Linked DNA regions of Zea mays: region 1 is linked to region 2. The links are chromatin contacts, called in public Hi-C maps. All regions are on one chromosome and are shown on one strand. The core of a region is the stretch at or near the end of the contact, and the rest is flanking DNA. Distances in the headings are between cores, read along the strand shown. Region 1 overlaps LOC109946026 (DEAD-box ATP-dependent RNA helicase 29). Region 2 has its middle 24 kb from the start of LOC118476924.

Region 1 (3,577 bases), core at 712-3,211, 150 kb before region 2:
ACGACTTTGGATGCCAATGTTATTTACTTTATTCATGAATTCAAGTGTGCACCCCCCTACCAATTGCTTAAAATATGGTTACTATTGTCCTGCAGGTTGGATGCTGCTGTTCTTGATTTAGTTGATGATGAAGCTTCTGGTATGCAAGCGCAGAAAACTCGATATCACTGGATGAAGGTAATACTTTCGTAGTGACATATTGATATGTTAGATATATGGCATACTCATTCACATGCTTATTCTACTACTGCAGAACAAATTTGTCAAGTTGAATGCAGGGGATCGTGTCACTGCTACAGGAAAGGTAATCTCCTGCATGCTATGCGCTCAATGATGTTTAGCATCAAGTTTCTCGACTTGAATAATTTGAGTGGCACAAGATGTGTCATCCATTTTCCTTTTAGTGGGTAATAGGCTGCCTGGAAGTAACATTGTTCACTTAATGCTGGTTCTTATTTTTTCTGGTAACTACTTTTATGTCTTAAAGATGGATTGAGATCTCTTTTCCTACATCAGCGCTTCATGTTAAATGCCGAGACATATTAGTATATTTAGTACGCCAATGTGGTATGTTCAGCATACATGTCAGTGAAAGATCAATTAATTTAACTAAAAACCTTTTCTGTTAGATTAAAACGGAAGGTGGTGCGAAGATAAAGGCATCGGCAACAGGGATATATAAGAGATGGCAGCAGAAGACACATAAATCAATCAACATTGGTGGGAAATCTGGCAACTTTGCAGACGAGGGCACATCCAGTTCAGGTAATTCTATTTTTCTGATTTTTATGTTGTAACCATTGCCTTCTGTGATTTTGTATACTCTTGCAAGTTGAAATTTGGTCCGGACATTTTTGAAGCTTACTATTTTTAATTTTTTTAAATTTTATTTTCCAGTCCCTATAGTTGTGGGCTTGTGGCATGAAAACATATTATCTGGTTACTGAAATAGAAGTCTGTTAAATGTTTCTGAAGGTTTGTTCAGTTTGGTGAATTAGTTGTTGCCATGTGCACTGCCTTGTTTCTCTTTTACTTTAGCACGCTTTGTTTCAGCTGGGTAGACTTTGGTATGATGAGATGTATAATATATTTCTGTCTGATGGACGCTGTGACCTCTGTGCAGGCGGGTACCAGAGAGGCAACAAGAAGCATTTCACGGGCCATGGCCGCAGATCTATACCAAATGCCAACGTGCCCTCTGAAATAAGGAATCACGAGCAAATGCAGAAGGGCAGGCAGCAGAAGGCAATGGAAATCACGCGGTTGAAGAACAAATCTGCGAAGGACGGCAAATTCCAGAACAAGTTCCAGAAGAGCAGGCAGCAGCCTGATAGGCACGGTAAGGGGAGGGGTAGTGGGAAAGGGACCGGAAAAGGGTTTAGCAAAGGGGCTGGTGGAAGAGGAGGGAAAGGTAAGGGCAAGGGCGGGAGGTGATTGATGTTTTCGAAGCAGAATGATGGTCTAAGATTGATCGAGCGTTGATGATGTTCAGCAGACACCACCTTTGCTTCTCGCAGTTTTGTTTATCTGTTGCAGTGGAGAGACCATAGCGTCTCCTTCCTGTTTGCAACCAGACTGGTGTTTAATTATACTCGGCTGGATAATCTCAGAGCATTAATTTTGTGGAACCTTTTTTTTTTGTTTAACAGAAGTACTGAGGTACATGATGTCTACTGGTGTTCGTGTGGTCTCCAAAAACTAAGCGGGCATCGAGTTGTTGTTTTCCTAGTGTGCGAGTGGGGGGCGACGACGATAGTTTTGGGTGATATGTTTAGCTAGTTTTACTGAAAATAATAACAAAACAAGGATAATATTAAAATGGTGGCTACCCAAATAGACAACTGGTCTGTTTTTTATTATATTGATGGAGATGGTCCTAGCAAAAGTTACATATTATATAGCAGGTTGTGTGGCTACGGCCTCAGGCGGGTGGGGCTGTACATGTCCAAACGTCAGCCTTCTTGTGCCGGGTCGAGCCAACATGACCAACCACGTCAATGTACTAATCGTGCCGTGTCGCACCGGGGGCTATAGTGGATCATGTCTGAATACAGAAACATGTTATAGAATACATAAATTCAGACAGATTCAGACACAACTACACAGATTCAAACACAACTACATAGATCCAACACCAAGTTGAAGAATATAAATATTATATTGGAGATGTTATGTGCAATGCTGATTCATTAAAACCTTACTAGGTAAAAACCCAAAGGAAAAATGAGTGCAACTAGCTTCTAAATCCTAATGTTCATAAGTTCAATAGTCCATTACAACAAGTACAAATTGTCTATTCCTAAAAGAGTGCATATACGAGGACAGACAGTCACTCAATCATTCTAGGCTATGCTTTCAAGGATAGATTCAATAACTGTGGTGTCCCTCTCCAGATTATGCTGTATGTGAGAGTCTGCTAACTCCCAGTCTTTGATGCATGATAAGACCTCCACCATGTCACTTGTAAGTTGTCGACGACGCTCCTCGATCACCATGCCAGCCAAACTAAAAGTAGATCCTGAGGATATGGTAGATGCAGGTACAATCATCACATCTTTAGTAAGGATAGATAGAATAGGGTAAGTTAGCTTATGGACTTGCCACCAGGAGAGAATGTTGAAACTATCATAAAACTGATTGACGGTGTCACTGTCAAGGTATGAAGACAACTCAGACTAAGATGTATCTGCCCAAGAAGTAGTAGATGAAGATAGAACACTACTACCTACAATGTCATCACCCTATATGTCATCCCAGGCCATTTTGTTCTTACCTTAATTATTAGTAGCTGATGGTTGATGTGCACGCAAGCATACATCACCAAACTTTGCCTGATACTGAAAGGGAAAATGTGCCCTTGGGCCATTTCTATAAATGTTTTGGTGATTAGATGCCCAAACATATTATTTTGGTTCATATGTGCTAAGTGCTAAAGAGATGCAAATCAAGAATCAAGGTATGATTCTAGCCTTAGTGAATTGTTTTTGGTACTAATATATTCGTCTAAGTGCTAGGAACCTTGTCAAAACTAGTGAGATTGGATTGGATAAGTTTGGCTACGTCTAGCTAGACTTGCACCAGTCTGCGGTGCACCGGACAATGTCCGGTGCTCAGGCTGGTCCAGCAGCGAACTCACTGCTCTCGGGAAATCGCCGAGGGCGATGTGGCTAAAATTCACCGGACTGTCCGGTGGTGCACCGGACTTCCAGTGAGCCAACAGCGCTCGTGCCAACGGTCGGCAGCGCGATCAACGGGCGACGTGTGGCCAGAGTCAACGGTTACTAGGCCGCACTTGACTATCTGGTGTGCACTGGACTATCCGGTGTGCACCGGACAGTGTCCAATGTGCCAAGGGGACCAAAGGCTCAATGGTCGGCTTCGCCAGAAAAGGAAAGAAACCGGACACTGTTCATGTCCGGTGGTGCACCGGATTGTTCGGTGCACCAACCGACAGAAGGCAAGAATTGCCTACCAAATGGAGATCCAACGGCTCCTAGCTGCCTTAGGGCTATAAAAGGGACCCCTAGGCACATGGAGCACAATACCAAGCCTCCATTGAACATCCTAGGACGCCTAG
Region 2 (3,138 bases), core at 385-2,884:
AGCCTTTCCTCCCCTCGTGTTGCGTCCAGTGGCAATGCGCCGTTTGGTGACAAGAGACAGGCGACTGAACAATCGCTTGGGAAAAAAATATGCCGCAGATCGATCGGGATAACTTTATAAAACCAAACTAAATTGTCACCTCAGCGGATAGGGAAATATTATTGTTTTCCATGTCTTGTGCGCCTATAGACAAAGTCAGATCTGTGCCGGATATGGTAAGTGCTCTCTCAACCACACCACGTCTCCTGCCCAGACGATGAGCGCATTCAGGAGGAGCACAGAGTTGCAATGCCAAGAAGGGAAAACAGAAAGATAGATAGGGTAGATAAATGGAATGAGATGTGACTCGTTATGTGCATCACTGCCTCAGCAATCTGGAAAGGACAGGTGGTAGGTTGGGGTTGTCACACTTGGGTAAGCTTTTGTTCCTAATCTAGAGAATAATCTGAGACAAGGCGTGTGTGTCCAGGAGTATTCAAAGGATGTGTGCCCTAATCCTGATTGGGAGGAGCAGTGGCAGTACTGTTCATCATGTCATCAAAAGCATCATCTCACATACATAGGCCATAAGGGCCAAGTATGGGATCAAGAAAAAAAGGAGAGACAAGTAAAGGGCATCATCTGATAGAAGATATCAGCCGAATTGAAGTTTTGTTCATTTGATTCAGGTCATCCTGCTCTGTGCATCAGCTTTGTTATGATCTCTTGGGTGAAGATATATCTCTTGAGCACTTGTTTGTCAAATTCTGGATGGCTCCAACAGAATACTAATGAGGTGTTTGGTTTGAGGAATCACTCTATATAAAATAAAATGATGCATCATGTGTCCTCTTTAAATTTAGTGGAATGACTCCATTTCATATATTAGTACTAAATAACTAACTATGAGGAATGAGGTGGTGATGGATTAACTCATTCCATTCCACAAACCAAACAAAAAAGTGAGGAGTGAGAAGATAATGGACTAACTCAATCCTCAAACCAAATACCCTATAAGTAACTAGACTGCTAGAGCCACAAGCTTTCCATTCCATCCATCCACTACACACTAGCAAACGAGATTCATGAAGCACAGTTTCTTCTCTGTGTCCACGTCTTCAAGTCGCAGCATCTGAAGGAAGGAACTCTCCTCAAACTGAAAGGTCTCTCTAGGTGCATGTATATATGATTCTTCATCGACTTGAGCGTCCTTCTTGCTCTTATTGGCTGACATCCAGTACTTGCTAGGAGAGGATTTAAACCAAACCTGACTTCTGTTAACTAATGCATAAGGACATGCAGCGAAGTATTTCAAGAGCCAGAAAAGCCAACAGCAACTGGTTCTGATTTTTGACAAATACGTATTCTCTATGCCCCACAAAGAATGTTGTTTGACCAACTCATATTATTCAAAATATTTATGAAAACGTAGAAAAATTCAGTTTATAGTTAAAATAAATTATATGATAAACTAAATCAGAATGAAAATAAATTATAATTATAAAATATATTGAATAAAACGAGTCGGTCAAAGTTCATACCAACAAAGAGTAGCAGTACTTGCCAGGCAGATTGGATTTGGAGGAGAGAACCCTGCGCACACGCTTCCCCTGGTTGACACAGTACAGGGCACACTTGCAGGATCCACTTGCCAGGAACTGAGAATCTATCCACGTTCAATGTTCTATCATTTTCTCGATGCGGCAGCATGGTAGTGAAGTCTGCCACTCATACGTGGACAATATACCATCTTGGCTGTACTCGCGCATACAATGATTCAGGTGTTGGTTTACCACCGATATGTGAACAATGATTTAACTCCGCACCGTTATGTGAGCATCATAACTCGGTGACATAGATGATAAAATTCTGAAAAAATCTAGATAGAAGAGTATTCTAAATTTAACTAAAGGAATCTATAGATTTTCAGGTGTCTATTATATTGTTGTAACTGTTTGGTTGATGTTGGGGGTCTTTTTCTCGCTAAAGATCCTCAAAACAAAGACACCATTGGCAAAGTGGTCCTAAAGATTCCCCTCTTTCCGCCGAAGGTCATCAAGACGAAGACCTCGCTTAAAAGCAACGATGACAAGTGTCGAAGCTATCACCAGCTTCGGTTTAGATCAAGCAGAGGATGAAAAGACCAGATAGACCCTAATGATTTAAGTTATGCTTATAAACAAATGTTGAAGGTCATGAATGTAATTTTACCCGGGCTACGTCTCGTGCCTATAAATAGATGAACAGTAGCACGTACTGTTCACGCTGAATTGTAATCACTCTCTCGCGTCTTCACCTTCGAGCAAGCCGAAGGTATCAATGTAATATTAATTATGTTAATACTCTTATAAATTTTAAGGAATGTTAATACGAATGTATTGATAATCTGTATCAATTATATTTATGTATTCTAATTTATTTATGAAATGATGAATGCATGTCCTTCATGACCTTCGTCCGATGACCATTGAATCCAAGGGAAAACAATGCTTCGGAGGACGAAGGTCCTTTATCTTTAACAATTGTGTTGTCTTGTTCTTGATTCACAGCATTTGAGAACAAGTGACCAACATTGGCGCCCACCTCCGGTGAACTCACTTCTACGACAGTGATAATGGCTTTGCAAGGAACTCAAACCATGACACCTTCGGCTACGAAGCTAGTGCTCCCAATCACGGGCGGTTCAAGTTCTGAGGCAGCTAACAAGAGGCAGAAGGAGACACAAAGAAGGGTACAACATGTTGGAGTTCAAGAACCCTTCATCAAGTCCAAGTGGTCACACATACCAATCACCTTCTCCCAGGAGGACCTCCATCTCAAGGACTATCATCATAATGATGCAATGGTCATATCTTGTGTCATCAAGGGGTTTTTGGTACACAACGTCCTTGTAGACACAGGTAGTGCAGCAGATATTATCTTTGCAAAAGCTTTCAGGCAGATGCAAGAGCAGGATGATAAGATACATGATGCAACATATCCCCTCTGTGGCTTCGGAGGAAGGCAGATAGTGACACTTGGTAAGATAACAATGCTGATTACCTTCGGCTAGGTTCACAATACAAGGACAGAGCAAGTTGTCTTTGACATTGTTGATATTGAATATCCTTACAACGCAATCATTGGTCGAGGAACATTAAACGCCTTCGAAGCAATACT

Evidence for each region. Hi-C and Micro-C count contacts between places; a contact is called where the count stands out from the background.
Region 1: a contact with region 2 is called in a Hi-C map of leaf, with 2.0 times the contacts expected there. The contact joins two enhancer-like sites. A contact is called at or near these places in 4 of 25 Hi-C or Micro-C datasets (ear, leaf and tassel).

The regions. Positions count from the first base shown.
Region 1 is chr4:80,788,950-80,792,526 of Zm-B73-REFERENCE-NAM-5.0, reverse strand. LOC109946026 (DEAD-box ATP-dependent RNA helicase 29) reads left to right here. Exons shown (of 11, transcript XM_020552564.2): 8 at 96-177; 9 at 254-304; 10 at 630-765; 11 at 1,124-1,646. The coding sequence ends at 1,434. Among protein-coding and RNA genes, the nearest start is that of LOC109946026, 6.7 kb to the left of the region's middle. Within about 2 kb of position 1,961, at least 11 of the 20 cell types and tissues checked have an H3K27ac peak or open chromatin away from gene starts, as enhancers often do. A contact at or near this core is called in leaf, where this site is marked.
Region 2 is chr4:80,642,042-80,645,179 of Zm-B73-REFERENCE-NAM-5.0, reverse strand. No RefSeq gene overlaps it. Among protein-coding and RNA genes, the nearest start is that of LOC118476924, 24 kb to the right of the region's middle. Within about 2 kb of position 1,634, at least 9 of the 20 cell types and tissues checked have an H3K27ac peak or open chromatin away from gene starts, as enhancers often do. A contact at or near this core is called in leaf, where this site is marked.